Regions from separate parts of the Mus musculus genome. Here regions 1 and 2 are each linked to region 3. A link is a contact called in public Micro-C and promoter capture Hi-C data. All regions are on one chromosome and are shown on one strand. The core of a region is the stretch at or near the end of the contact, and the rest is flanking DNA. Distances in the headings are between cores, read along the strand shown.

What was found. Promoter capture Hi-C pulls out the DNA fragments that hold promoters and counts their contacts. Hi-C and Micro-C count contacts between places; a contact is called where the count stands out from the background.
Region 1: a contact with region 3 is called in a Micro-C map of embryonic stem cells, with 16 times the contacts expected there. The contact joins the promoter of Fgf9 here to the promoter of Dleu2 in region 3. A contact is called at or near these places in 5 of 484 Hi-C or Micro-C datasets (all in embryonic stem cells) and 1 of 115 datasets of contacts at active chromatin or transcription factors (embryonic stem cells).
Region 2: a promoter capture Hi-C map of liver shows a contact between it and region 3, with 4 times the contacts expected there. The contact joins the promoter of Zfp395 here to the promoter of Dleu2 in region 3. A contact is called at or near these places in 2 of 39 promoter capture datasets (liver and pre-B cells).

The regions. Positions count from the first base shown.
Region 1 is chr14:58,070,583-58,075,215 of GRCm38.p6, forward strand. Fgf9 (fibroblast growth factor 9) reads left to right here and starts at 2,104. Exons shown (of 3, transcript NM_013518.4): 1 at 2,104-2,750. The coding sequence starts at 2,474.
Region 2 is chr14:65,356,719-65,361,563 of GRCm38.p6, forward strand. It overlaps Zfp395 (zinc finger protein 395), which reads left to right and starts at 1,958. Exons shown (of 10, transcript NM_199029.2): 1 at 1,958-2,037.
Region 3 is chr14:61,678,921-61,683,723 of GRCm38.p6, forward strand. It overlaps Dleu2 (deleted in lymphocytic leukemia, 2), which reads right to left and starts at 3,453. Exons shown (of 7, transcript NR_028264.1): 1 at 3,190-3,453.

The sequences.
Region 1 (4,633 bases), core at 854-3,353, 3.6 Mb before region 3:
ACTTGTAAGCCAGACTCAAGAAGCCAGTGCCCGGACTCCCGATGACCCCAGACTGCGGCAAAGAGGTGTGGGAGTGGACAGAGGGGAGGGTCACCTGGCCCCACTCTTTTCCCTTGGGGCCTTGCGGGAGCACGCTTTCTAATCCCGGGGGCAGGGGAAGGTCGCTCCAGGGATGGGCACCTCCAACGCCAGCGAAATCTGCAAATTCATTGCTTCCTCCGTCTTTGGGGCGAAACCCTCTGGTCGGAGTAGGGCCAGCCCCAGGGCTTCGCCGCCATAGGCTGACTTCTCCCCCAGAAAAAAGCCTTTTATTTGCTTCTCTACTGCAGGGCTCTGGTCTTTGGACTTTGCTTCCCTCTCGCACGCCGTCGGGAGCTGCGCTCAAGTCTTAGCAACTTTCACCATCTTGACCCGAGAGTCTAAGACAATGTGAACAAAGAGGAGCGTGGGGGGGGGGGGGCGGGGGGGGGCGACGACCAGGCCTTCGGGCGGGCTGCGGAGACAGTGCTTGTGTTGGGGACGCCGCGCTCAGCGGATCGGGGTGCTGGCTGGTGGCTGGGCGCGTACAGCGCCACCGGCGGCCCCTGCCCCTGGCTGCCCTGGGCAGTGCGTTTCTTTGTCCCTGCATGGGGCTGGGCTCAAAGGCTGCTGGCCTCGAGCAAAAGCCCTGGCCCGGGACCAGAGCTCCGGCTTCCAAGTCACCCGCGGCAGCGAGCGAGCCCTGAGCAGCGAACAGCGCCCGTGCCCAGCCGGCGGCTCCTGTCTGGCTCTTAGGCTATGCAGAGAGCTTCGGGCCATGGAGCAACCCTGGAACTCGAGCCTTTCACTTCCAGGCAAAGTAGAGCTCAAGGTGGCAAAGCCCGTCCTGAGTAGCTTTGTTTGGGGGCGAGAGAGAACTCATTGGAACCTTCTCCCTGAAGACGCACACTCAGATCTGGGGCGTGAGTCGAACTCAAGGACAGGGGCTGTTTTCAGGCGCCCTGGGTGCCCTTTGCTCCTAGCCGCGGGAACCTGGGGGGAGGCAGGACCCGAACAACTCAAAGATGCGAACCAGAATTCCCTTAACAAACCCGAGTGTGGGCCCACCAGTGTGTGTGTTTTGTGTGTGTGTGTGTGTGTGTGTGTGTGTGTGTGTGTGTGTGTGTGTGAGGGAGAGAGAGAGAGAGAGAGTGAGAGAGAGGGAGAGAGAGAGAGAAGAATCTGACTCACACCCAACTGTCTTACCTGCAATATTGTTTGCGCGTCTGTAAGTCTGGCTGTAGAATGAAAGAGAAACTGCCCTGTCCAACCAAGCTCCCTACACCAACCCTTCCCTCCCAGTCTATTTTATAATGCGACGCAAGGTTACAGAGTCCGCGCGAAAACTGCTTTCTCAGTTCCCCTCTGACCCTGCGTCTCTAGCAAGCTAGATTTCTTGTGGCCGAATGTCTTCGGGCTGCTGCTTCCCGTCTCTGGCACCGCGTCTCCGGCGTCTCTAAAGCCGGGTTTCCTAGGTCGTCCTCCCGGAGAAGTCCCGCGCTCTGCCCGCCTGTGCCCGGCCTGCGGCAGAGCGGCTCGAGCGTCAGGGCGGGCGCTAGGACCGGGCGGAGCGGGGCGGCCGCCGCGCTACCTTAAACCCGGCCCAATGCCGCCGCCTGCGCCACTCTGCGCGCCGGCGGGGGCTGCGCAGGAGGAGCGCTCCGCGGCCACGGCGCTGCGCGGCCCGCGCGGCGACACCTGTTCGCGGCAGCCCGGGCAGCACGCGAGCTCCGGGACGCGGTCCTCGCCCGCCGCTTGCCGCTCGCCTCACTGCAAGCCGCTGGACCTCCGCAGAGCCTCTGCAGCGTTCTGGATACTAGCTTTGGACGCCGAAAGTTTTTTCCCCCTTCTTTTTGTTATATTATCTTTATTTTTTGGAGGAGGGACTGGGAGGAGAGATTTGTCGCCGCCGCCAACGTGAGATTTTTTTTTTCCCCTTGAAGGATTCATGCTGATGTCTGCAGAGTCGGTTAGAGAGTAAAAACAGCGCATGCCTTTCTGGAGTCAGGATCCGTAAATTCTGACGTAGCCCGAGCATCTTAAAAATCCCTGTAATATCGCCCAGGCACTTACGTTGCTATGGTCATTCTGATCTCTAAGCAAATGGAGAAACTACGGATTTTTTTCCCTTATTACGGTCGGATGGGATGAAGACCTTTCTGCCTGCTGAGAGTCGAGGCTCCATATGTAGCGATGCATAGCTGTGTTGATCAATGTCAGTGTGTGAGTATAAAGTGGTGGCTTCTTAGACTATCAGTGGTTTGACCTTGAACCTGTGCCAGAGAAACAGCCGATTACTTTTATTTATGCATCGGATGGATTGAAGAAAAGAACCCTTTTTCCCTCTCTGTCTGCAACTGCGGCAAGGGAGGGGAGTTGGATATACCTCGCCTAGTGTCTCCTGGTTGATACCATCATTATTGTTTATTCTTGTGCTTAAAAGCCGAGTCCTCTGATGGCTCCCTTAGGTGAAGTTGGGAGCTATTTCGGTGTGCAGGACGCGGTACCGTTCGGGAACGTACCGGTGTTGCCGGTGGACAGTCCGGTGTTGCTAAGTGACCACCTGGGTCAGTCCGAAGCAGGGGGGCTGCCCCGGGGCCCCGCAGTCACGGACTTGGATCATTTAAAGGGGATTCTCAGGCGGAGGCAGCTGTACTGCAGGACTGGATTTCATTTAGAGATCTTCCCCAACGGTACTATCCAGGGAACCAGGAAAGACCACAGCCGCTTCGGTAGGTATGCCTTTAACCCCTCACTGTCCACGCGCTGACACGGTCAGATTATTAACTACCAGAAAGGTGGTGGTTAGGCGGGGATGCTCGAAGGGCTATATTCTCATATTCATAACCCCTGCCCCCCACATCTTTGAGTATCTTGCCAGCCCAGGGAGGGGAAAAAGCCTCCGGAATTGCAGATCTGCGTCTGGCATTGGTGCAACTTCACCCTCAGAAGGCCCTTCTTTTCTTTTTCTTCTTCTTTATTTTTCTTAAAGGAGGGTGTGTGAGTGTGAGTATGAATATAACCCAAAGCCCAAGTTTTTTCATTTGATATGTGAGACGATAAGGTTTAAGAAGTTTCTTTTTAAACGGACCCATTTCCATTAGTTTAAAGCTTTAACCACTAAGAACTTTAAACTGCATCCAGTTTCCTGTAGGTAGCTGGTATCTTGCTCAAATTAAGTTTTTTTTTCTCCCTTCCCTTTTCCTCTAATAAGCATTCTGCCTGAATTGTAAATTAAGCGTGTCGTTTATTCCCGGTGGCTGGTCTGAAATCTCTCAGGCAAAGATTGCTGGGTGATCTGGGGGAAGCACTGAAGTCGTGTTTTAGATCCGAAACATCCGGGGCAGAAGCCCCTGGGGAAACTGACCCGAGTGGGGGCGGAAATCCCACTAGGGGTGCCGGCTCTTCCATCCGTTGGTTCCCAACCTCCGCTTTTTAATTTCCACAGCGTGTAGCCTTGTGTGGGTTTCCTGAGTGGCTTTCTGGTGTGAGTGTTTGCGTGCGCTTGCAAAAGCTGCAGGCTCATTTTAAAGGGCATTCCGAAGATTTCACGTTCCGAGCAGGGTACTTGTGACTCAGCACCGAAGGCTGCAGACTCAGGTGGGGACTCTGCCCACTTTCGTGCCTCCACACACGTGCCTGGCGGGGCACCTTCAGTGGTGCAGTGCTAAGTCAGCGAACACAGTTCTGCCTGGCGTTGGGGCGGGGGCGGGGTGTGTGGAATCTAGGTTTTTCCCCTTATTTAAAAAAAAGAAAAAATAAATCCACAGTTTGGGCAACCAGACTGTTGGAAGGAGTTAACTCCTGAGTGAACCCACCTGACAACACTTAGACTAGGTCGTAAAACCAAGTCCTGTGGTGATTTTTCTTCCTCATGCCTTAATGCCAGATGTTGAACGAAATCTAAACTAGGTGTTTAGCTTCATGGTCTGTGGATGTTGCCGGGAGGTGAGGAGGGTCCAGGCCTGGATGAAGATAGTCTAGATTCTTGAGGCCCAGGGTTTCCCCCTTGGCTCACTACTGAGGCTGGGCTCAAAAGTGAACCCAGTCAATTTTCCCCACTTGACTTGTGTCCCCCTCGCTGCTTAAAAACAGAAAGTGTAGCTCATTGCTGCGATTATTCCTTCGAATGCTAACCTGATTAACCTAACTATCTTCCCACCACCCCGTAAGTAAACGCCGCTGCTGCCTGCCTGTCGCTAGGGAAGACTAAACTTTACTGGAGTGCTTGTCTAGTTGGCCACCTTAAGGACTGCTACGGAGCCGGGTTTCTGGAGCAAGCCAAGCAGCGGGAGGCCGGTGGCGGCGGGGATCGAGTGTCCTAGGGTTCAGGGCAGCCAGCTTGATGCCCGGGCAGCCCGCTTGATGCCCGGGGCAGCTGGAGCCCGGTCCTCCCGCGCTCCGGGCCGGCAGGTGCGGGCTCAGCCCCCGGCCCCGCGTCGCTCTCGTTCCGCGCGGTCCTAAGAGCGCTCGGGTTCTAACTCCCTTTCCACGGTGCTCCTGTGCGCCCCTCCGTACTGCGGGGACCGCTGGGGTTCAGGGGAGGGAGGACAGGGACCGACACCTTTCTGGTCGCGTGTCGGGTGTCCGACTTTTCTTTTTTGCCCCTGTCCAG
Region 2 (4,845 bases), core at 708-3,207, 3.7 Mb after region 3:
GAAAGACTTGAGAGGAGGGACTGACTATACAGAAGCATTTGGGGACAACTGGAACAAGAACAGAAAGCCATGCATGGACTGCATATGTCCCTTTAATCATAAAGTGTACATTTCCAATCCATATCTTCATGTTAAGGGAAGGCTTTGTGTATTAAATAAAGTCACCGATGTGATGCCCTATAACACTTTATTCTTATCTGGAAACAGAACTTTTTCCTGAGGTTGAGAATTAAAAGGGAGAAGCAGTCTTGGGTGAACTACACCCTGGGCAGGCTGATCCTAGAGCAGGTAAGGCAGGCATTTGAAACTAGTTAATTCATCCATGTGGGGCTGTCTTGTGCACAGCAGGATATTGGTGGAATACTTAGCCTTCAGCAGCTTAAATGACAGTGAGAAATCACCCTCCCAACACCAGTAAAAATATATCTAGATATTTTAAGGACAAATTAATATTATTAGGGATAAAAAAAATCACCCCTAGTTGAGAATCATCTCCTGTAGGAATTTTGATTCCAGTTGGATAATTTTATTTCAACAAATAGTTGAGGGCAGAAAAAAGGACATACTATTTTTTTAAAATGTATTTATTGTGTATGTACAGGGCTGGAGTTGATTCCCTCCGCTATGTTGTGCATGTTGGGGCTCTAACTTGTGACATCAGACTTGGTCACAAGCAGTGTTACCCACGAGCCCTCTTGCCAGTTCCCAGGACATATTGTTTTTCATTTGCCGTGAGCTAGGCACTATCTCTAGTTACACTGCTTTGTTTTATAGATCAAGAAGCTGATGTGTTTAGGGCTGAACCTGCTAAAGATGCCAATGCTAACTCAGCTCTTAAAATGGGATGTGATTCCCAAGCTCTACTAACACTCCACGGCCTCCTAGAAACACAGGAAGTCCAAAATTGGAGGTGAACTGCAACTTCGAAGTATTTTAAAACTTTTTTTTTGAGAAGGGAGGGGCTATTACTCTTTTACTCATTAAATTTGATTGTAAACACACACACACACACACACTCACACACACTTAGACATTCGCACACACCCCTCTCCACTGTCCTTGGCCTTATCTAGAAAAAACACAGAACTACACAATGGAACCGCTTCGATTCTCCCTGTTACAAATTATCCAAAAGCCAGAGCCTAACGGTGCCAAAAAGCAACCGGTATTGTTTACACAAGGGCTGAAGGCTAATAGTTAACTTTCTCCTATTTAATTCCAGAAACAGTAAACATCGCCTCGCGCTACAACTACAAACGAATAAAAGTCATAAAACTGGAGAAGAACACTCTTGGTCCAAAGCGAAATGGAAAGGTTGGGTTTTCAAGCGCTTCCGCCCTCGCGCGCCGCCTCCCGCTACCCGGCCTCGGGTCCCTGTCGCCCTCGCCAAGCTCCTGTCCCTGGCGCCTAGAGCTTCTGGCTTCCTTTCCCGCCCTGGGGCGCGCTGGAAAAACAACAGCCAGAAACTTTGGTTGGGTTTGCAGTTCAGTTGGGGGGGGGGTCGGGGGGGGAGTCAAAAAAAAAAAAAAGGAGGCGCGGGGGTAGCAGATACGCTAGTTCGGTTCCGGGTGGTGCTGAACGCTCGGATTTCGGGGTGGGGGCTGGGGAAGTGGGTCACAACTCGGTCAGGTTCAAGTGCGCATGTGTGAGAGGAGTCGCTCCAGCACTTATTGAGCGCCCACTGTGTACCGCCAAGCAGGGTGTGTGGAGCGCGCGCGCGCACGTCCGGGGCTGGGGCTGGGGGCGCGCGAGTCGTGCGCGCGCGTGGCCGGGGGTGTGTCCCTGCGTCTGGCTGGCTCGCGGGCGGACTGGCTGCGAGCGGCTCGGCGCGCTCCCTTCCCGGGCGGGGGAATCCGGGCCGGGTTGTGGCCGCGGCCGCGTACGTGAGCGCAGTGTCCCGGAGAGGGAGGGCAGGCCGGCCAGGTGGGCGCGAAGGCGGCGGCGCGGGAGGCGGCGCAGTGCAGGGGCCGCGCCGGTGGCGGGCAGGGCCGCGGCCGCTGCAGGGAGCCGAGCTGTCTGGGTCAGTGGCCGGCCGAGGTGAGCTGCGCGCGGGACCTCGCATGGGTTGCAGCCCGGGTTTGGGGCCGACAGCCAGGGGTGGGTGGGAGACCCGGGAGGCTCGCGCGGCCCGGGCAGGACCGGGGCTGCTGCGGCGCTGGCGGGGTGACTGGGTGGGGGTGGCCGCTCTCCCTCTCACGCGTCGCCTTGTTTATGTCGCGGGTCCTACGGCCCGATCTCCCTCCCAACTTTGAGTGGTGGCCGGGAGTGGCCTCGCGGGGCCACACTGACCTGTTAACCTGCTCCCTTTCCGGCTGAGCCGTCAGCCCTGCGCTATGCGCGCCCCTGCCCTCTCCATAACCAGAGAGTGCCGTGCTGCGGGACTGGCCTCGCGACACACCCTCTCTCAACCCCCTTCTTGCGGCCCCTTTCGCCGCCCCCTTGGCTCTAAGCCTTCCGGGCTCACCCCGGGTCCCTCCCGGGCCGTGGCACTGTGGGCCTCTGGAGTGGCCCATGGGGGCCTGCAAAGGGAGTTTGTCATGGGCAAACAATTCCAAGGCTTCCTGCCTGGGAGTTAAGGCTCTGCACCTTCACTTTAGGGCCCTCTTGGAGATCTAAAGAGACCCACCTGCCAGCAATCTTGCAGGAGCCCTGTTTTCCATCCCTCCCTTTCCTGTGGTTCTGGAGGACTTCCACCAGGCATGGGTTCCCATGATGCCAGGCCATGGCACAGGGGCTATCTATAGTTCTTCACTGCTTTCTGCAAGATCCCTTAACAGAATGGTGTAAAGTGGAGCAGTTTGTTTCAAACTGAGCAATCAACAGGTATTGTAGCCTGAGGACATCCTTCTAAGGGGGGTTGTGTAAATAGAGGTTCTTGCTTTGGAAGGGTGAAACACAAGGAAATTGGTTAGCCCACAGGTACCTCTGAGAAGCCACTCTGCCCTCTTCCCACTGCCAAGCTTTCTGGATGATGTCTCTGAAAGCTATGAGAGAGAAATGATTTGAGAGCTCAAATGCAAATGAACGTGCAAGGGCTGCAAAGTTACTGTGCAGGCTCAGGCACAGGAGGCATGGGAGATAAAGGTGGGGAAGGGAATACGGAACTCAGTTTGAAATAATTTCCACCTGTGGATAATTCCCTGGCAAGACTCAGTCAGAAGGAGGAGTTCACAGGTGACAAGTTTACAAAAGGATGTCCAAGGGCTTGCTTGTCTTGGTGAGAAAGGCAATAGAAGACTCATAGATAACACCCGTCGGGGCTTGTAATCTCTTGGAGGACATAGAAAGACTTGAGCATGTGAAATATGACTCCAGATGGGGCACAGTTAGTTGTCACAATGCCAGGTGCAGAACTGGGTGCTGTTGGAGGTCACAGGGAGGGAGGGAGCTATGGACTGGAATTACCAGGCCTGGGCTATGTGTCCTTGAAAGATGGGATTTATGAAAATGGGATACAAAGTGGAGATGAATATGGGTTTCTCTAGAGTCCAGGAGATGGCCTTGGCCCTCCTGGAATGTTTCCTGAACAGTAAGAGATAGAGAGAGGAATAGTGGCTGAGATTGTGAAAGTCCTAGAAAGTCAGACTGAGAATTGGACTTTTATCCAGGGTGGACTGGGAAGACAGTAGACCAGGGGATGAGGTAACAAGGATATTGGTAAAGAGTTTTGAATCTGATGTTAGGAGACAGACCAGTGAAGTAGCCTGTTGCACTTTTGGAGTGCTGTGGGTTTGGACTTGGTTTTACTGGAAGACACTGCTGTTGAAGTAATCTGTTGACGGGGTGGGTGAAGGGAAGAAATGAATAGGAATTAATTCCTGGAGGAAGCTGATCACACACCAGGGCCTGGAGCTGCTGTAGTTGTTAACCGGACTCTAAAATGTGTGTTTTGCAGAGAAGATGATTGCCACTTGGGCCCTAGAGAGGTCTCTTTTGTTTTATCTGGAAGTAGGTATGTTGGTGTTAGTAACTGTGGCTCTGATAGGTTATGCCCTGGAGCAGAGTGTATGGAGACCCGTCAGGGAACCCAGGGAACAAGCTCGCAGTTGTTTTGGTTGTAGGAGCAGCAGAGAATCCATGCAGGACTGAGGGTCTGACCTGCAGGGCTTCTGTTTTGACCTTTTACTGGACACTGTCTGGATTTGGCCCTGGATGTGGAGGAGCAATGCCGGGGAGTGGGCTTCTAGGGAAATGAGGCCATTTATTGTAAGCAGGGGTGGGGGTGGAGGGAAGTGGGGTGGGCTTTGCTGGAGGAGAATGTTAGACTCTGCTGCGTGCTGAACTTTACTCTTTACCGAGATGTAAGTCTCCTGCACTGTTTGTGCAGAGAGGGATGAACAGCAAGACCAGTTAAAGGAAGACAGGAATTTAGGACCTTTTGTGTGGGTCTGGTTTATCCCAGTCCCATCCAGTAACCCTGTCTCAGGATTCTGGTGAGAAGGCATAGAAGGGAGCCGGCACTCTTTTGAATTTTTTTTCCTGTCCACTGGAGTCTGCTCTCTTTTGCAAGAGTGACTTAGGGTGATTTGCTGAACAAATCCCCCAAGTGTCAGCGTGCAACATCTGAATTTGAAGAATAAGGTTACAGAAGGTTGTGGCATGAGCTGGGATTTTCGTTTCAGCTGCTTACTTCTCTGAGATGCAGAATCAGTGAATTGAGGGGGAGAGGAGCTTGAGGGATGGGACTGGAGGCCGTAAGGGCCATGTTCTCTCCTCCTTTCTCCTGTTCTTTCCTTTGGTTCCTTCCTCTTTTCTACCTTCCTCTCCTTTTCTCTTCTTCCCTTGTCGTCCTCCCCTTCTTTTCCCTTTCCTCTTCTCCCTTTCTTTTCCTTCTTTCTCTTCAGT
Region 3 (4,803 bases), core at 2,203-4,702:
TATTTAATCTAACATCAAAGATACATAAATAATAGAAGCTTAAGGCAAACTGTAAAAGATACCAGGTTATAAAGAACATTTTATTTACCTTGATATGAGTGTTATTTTTAGTTCTCTAGATATATTAAGCCAATCATTTACCTGGTAACTGTTGACTTAGCATTTACTGTGAAAATGGGAAAAGTACATGCAACTCTTATGCTTTCTTTTCCACTAAGAGTGGAAGTCTTTCCAGTCCCATTGTTTTTGAGACAGTCATAGTCTGTATTGCATGCTGGTCTTGAGATCACAGTAGTCCTCTTGCCTCAGCCTCCCGAGTGGATTACAGGCACTAAGCATCATGCCTGGCTCTTTTTGGTCTTATGAAGGAAGCAGCAGGTTTCTCTTTATTTTCAGGTAGCAGGACGGATGGCCTACAGAACTATAGCCATGCACCAAGGATTAGAGCCATGGAGGACTACAGCCATACACTAAGGACACTATTTCTTTACTTAGCCTTGTCCTTTAAAGCCTCCTCCTGCTCTAGACTTGCACTAAGTGTGAGTGTTCCTTGGAGTTCTGGCTAACTAGACAGCCTCCCGGTCCTCTTAGCCTCCCCCATGGCTTTAGCTACCACTTATATTTTAGTGACTTCAGAGATCCAGACTTTACACCAACCTCCCTGGGAAAGGTTCCCCCATAGTGTAAAAAATGTGTTTACCCCGAGGTCCACACCTTCTTACTCACCCAAAGACAAGACTGTGCATCCCTTGACCTCAAACAGCTAATGACTTCTCTTGGGTACATGGCAGGTGGTTCTAGCAGGTTCTATCTTAGCTCACAATCCTTTTACATCCCATCTCTAAGCCTCCCAGATCCTCACAAGGCCTATGTGACCAATTGTCACATCTATCAGACATCTTCTGGAGGTTTTCCCTTCTTGCAGGTTTTGAGCTGAGGCATCACAAAGCAGAGAAACCCTTTGAAATCCTGTGCTACATTTTCTGTTTACTTGTAGGAGGAAAAAAAAAACCAACCACCACCCATTGCTTTTTTTTTCCCCTCAAAGCATATCTGTTCATCCTAAAAGGCTAAAAAAATAAAAATGCCCATTCAGGTACAAATACAAATTCCTCAGCATGGTTATTCTGAATCATGAAGGCCCTGACCATCTGTCCAGCTTCCCTCTTACCCCTTTTCAACTCCCACCCAGCACCCGTACCAGTACGCACATCTATCTTGCAGGCCCCAGTGTGTGTACTCTGTAGTCTTTTGGACACTTTTATTCTTAGCTGACCTAACCACTCAGGAAGTCACCATCTTTCTTTCAAGAGACACCCCAGGTGACACTACCTATGGAAAGCTACAGCGGCTAGGAGAGCTCACTCAACTCTTCCCACCCGACAGACAACCTCACAATCTTTCTCATAGCATATGCCTCTTGGATTTCTAAAGTGGAGGCTGAAGGAATGTGGGAATGTGAAAATTAAAATCATAACACCCCAACAAGCAATAACGTACTAGTGGCACATTTACACACTAGGGAAGAAAAGCACACGTTTTTGTTGTACTTTCTTGGAAGAAATTGGGTGATAAACATAAAATTCCCACCAGACCAGACTTTTGACACTAGATAAATATCACACATCCCTTCCTGTTACAGAATATAGTGCAGGGACTTTGCCAGCATTTAGTTTCCCCTTTTATCATTCTAATATGGGCATTCTATGTTGCAGGTGTCTAGGAGAGTCAGTAACCTACACCGAAAAGCCAGTTAATGGTCATGACAGTCCCCAAATTCTCCATTTACTCCGGGAAATGTTCCACTTTCACTGTTCTAAGTCTTCTCCTTACAACACAGATTCTAAGAACCAAGTATTTTTCTTTCCTAAGACTTTAAATTGTTGCTTCTTAGTAGAGATCTTTGCTATAATAGGGCGGACCGATCCTATCGAAGCGTATTTCCCCGCTCTTAACTCATCTACCTATAAATAGCGCCGCTCACCGAGCTGAGTCACCAAAACCCAGAGTTTACTCAAAATAGCTCTTAAGGACTGCTGGAATTGAGTCGCTCCAGTGGTGACAGATTGACCACACACCCATCAAGCTGGGCCACGGACCAGAGCCATAGAACTGGCTCCTAACCACCAGGCGCCCAGAGGGCTAGTCAGGCGAGTAAGACCCTAGTCGCTGGGATCTCGAAGTCTGGACTCAGGAACCAGCTAGTGGCCAGACTCCGCCTTGACGGAACAGAGTCCTCCCCGCCCTTTTGGAGCTGGGAGCCGCGGGGGGCCCGGCACCCGGCACCGCCCTCGCCCACTGCTCACACAATGGGGCGCGTCGAGGGGCGGCCCGGCTTGAGCTTCAGACCTAGCCCTCATTGCCTAACTCCCGGTTGTTGCCAAAGCACCTGATGACCTCAGACTATTGCCCACCCTCAGGAGGGTGCAGAAGCTTGGGAGCAGCAGCCCTGGGGGGGGTGGGGGGGGGGAGAAAACGGAAGTGCCACCCCCTGCAGGCAGGGTGGTGACGTCACCCTACCGCCAGCCTGTAGCGGGGGTGGTTGCCCATCACGTGATCCACGCCCCTCAGAATCCCGCGCGCGCGCTCCCTCCCCCCCCTTTTCAACTAGACTCCCACCTCTCCCGCCTCCTCTCCCCAACTTTCGCCCTCCCTGCTCCCTCACCGCTGTCAACAGCGCCAGCTCCGCCCTCCCCAACGGCGAAGCAGCGGGCTCCTGAGTTCAGGTCCTTGCTCCCTGAGCGCAGGGTGCCCCCCTCCCACCCTGTCCCCAAATTTAGGCGCTCAGGGTGCGTGGGCCTCGGGGGTGCAGTGGCGGCGGCGACAATTCTCCACTCATTCCTCCCACCGTGGACCAGGCGGACTCTGCAGGTCTGCGTTCAAAGGGGACCGAGAGACGCGCACGGCCTCCGGGGAGCCCCCTCCTCTCACCCTGCGGCCCGCCTGCTCTGCCAGCTCCGTCTCCCGTGGGGGCCACGCGCAGATCTCCTCCTGGAGCCCCTCACTCTCTTCGCTCCGTGCACGCCGGGGTTACAGCTTTGCTTTTTTTTTTTTTTTTTCCTTCTGTCGCTGCTGCTCCTCGTTCTATTTCCTTACCGCCCCCCGCCCCCGCCCCGGTTCCCTTCTAAAAGTGGAGGCTGGAGGAGGGAGAAAAGCAGCCTAGAGTCGAAAGGGGCGGTGCGCACTGACCTGTCAGCGACGGAGGAAGACCCCCGGTCTGGGCGAGCTCTCCAGCCAGTGGGGGCACTGGAGCGCAGGGCTCGAGCGGAGCGGCGGCTGCGCTCGACCAGGTGTCCCCTAGGCCGGTCTGCGCCGCCCCCTCCCTCGGCGCCGCGCTCTCCGCCCCAACATCGGGGACCAGGGAACCCCCCAGCTCGATTTTTTGTGCAGTTTCAGCAAAGCTCCGAGGAAGTTGGTCCTTTTGTTCCACTATTTATAGATTGCGTCAACATTGCGAAAAGAAGAAGGCGGAGCGGTGGCCCCTCCCCCGCCCCTCGGCCCGCTCCCAGGAGAGAAAAGCCCCAGCACACGACCTAAGTACACAGCGCGCCAGCCGCCCGCCCCCGGGCCTCCTGCTCGCCACTTCCCCCTCCCCCCGCCCGGGCCCGAGCGCTGCCAACCCCGTCACGTGCCCTCTCGGGAAAACCAGCTCCCCGGGGCTGTGCGCCGCCCGCCTGGTTCCGTGGCAGCGGCCTCCGCCCTGCGGCGCTCCCCTGCTCCTGGCTGGGGTCGCCGGCCCGGGTGGTGTGCACGACCTGGGGACCCGCACTCTGACCACTCGACGGGGGGTGGGGGGGGGGAATTTCTCCCGGACCCGAGCCTTGCGCGCGGAGTGGCCCCGAGCGTGCCGTTCGCTCGCTCGCTCGGGCGTCTCTACCTCCCTCCGTCTCTGGGAGCGCCACCGCCCTACTTGCAGAGAGCGCGCGCGTTTGGGCCTCGCTTTGGAGCCCACGGCCTGGACAAGTCCCTGTGCCCCCTACGTGCGGCGGCTCCCGCAGGCGTCCGCTTGCTAGGCCTCGCTCCCCCGGCCAACGGGCGTGAGGGGTGCGGGGGTGGCTCGCAGCAGCTCCCAGGCAAAAGCGCTGGGCGCGGGAAGCGCGGGGCGGACGCTCTGGATCCGCAGGTGCAGCTAGCTTCACGCTAGCTTCCTTCTCGCTTTCCCAGCTGCTTAAAGCCCCAGGCATTTGCGCATCCGACTCCTTGACAAGGGAACGCGGTTCTTGAGGACTTACTCTTTGGTTACAGGAGTGATTGGGGCAAACCATTACAAGTTGCCTTTAAACCCCGAGGACGAAGTGATAGGCCCCTCCAAACCCCGAAGTGAAACTGAGCGCCCTGCTGGCCTAAAGCCTAGGCGGAGGGCTCAGTGTAAACAAAAAGTGCGATAAACACCAAAGGAAGGCCTTACAATTAAGGCAAACTAAGTGGTTAGTCTAAGCGTGATTAACTTCTGTAGCTTCTAGTCCCTTTCCTAAGTAATTGATTTCAGAACGCAGTTTTACTTTTCAGGATCAGAACATAATAAGTTAGCTACCAGATCACTGATTCAGGAAAACAGGCTGAGCTCGGATGAGAACAGGAAACGCATCGGACTTTCCCAGCAACTGGAGAGGGGTAAACAGTCTAGAAGAACTCCCCCCATCCCACTCCCCCGCCCCAAGTTCGGACCACCACCACGCCTCAGCACGGGCACCTACCTACTGTGAGGGGCTTGGAAGTTAGGTATAAGGGTGGGTCCAAACCTGGTAGAGCTTTTCCAAGAGTCAGATGGGGGAGGAAATAGATTTGCCTAGAGTTGAGAAA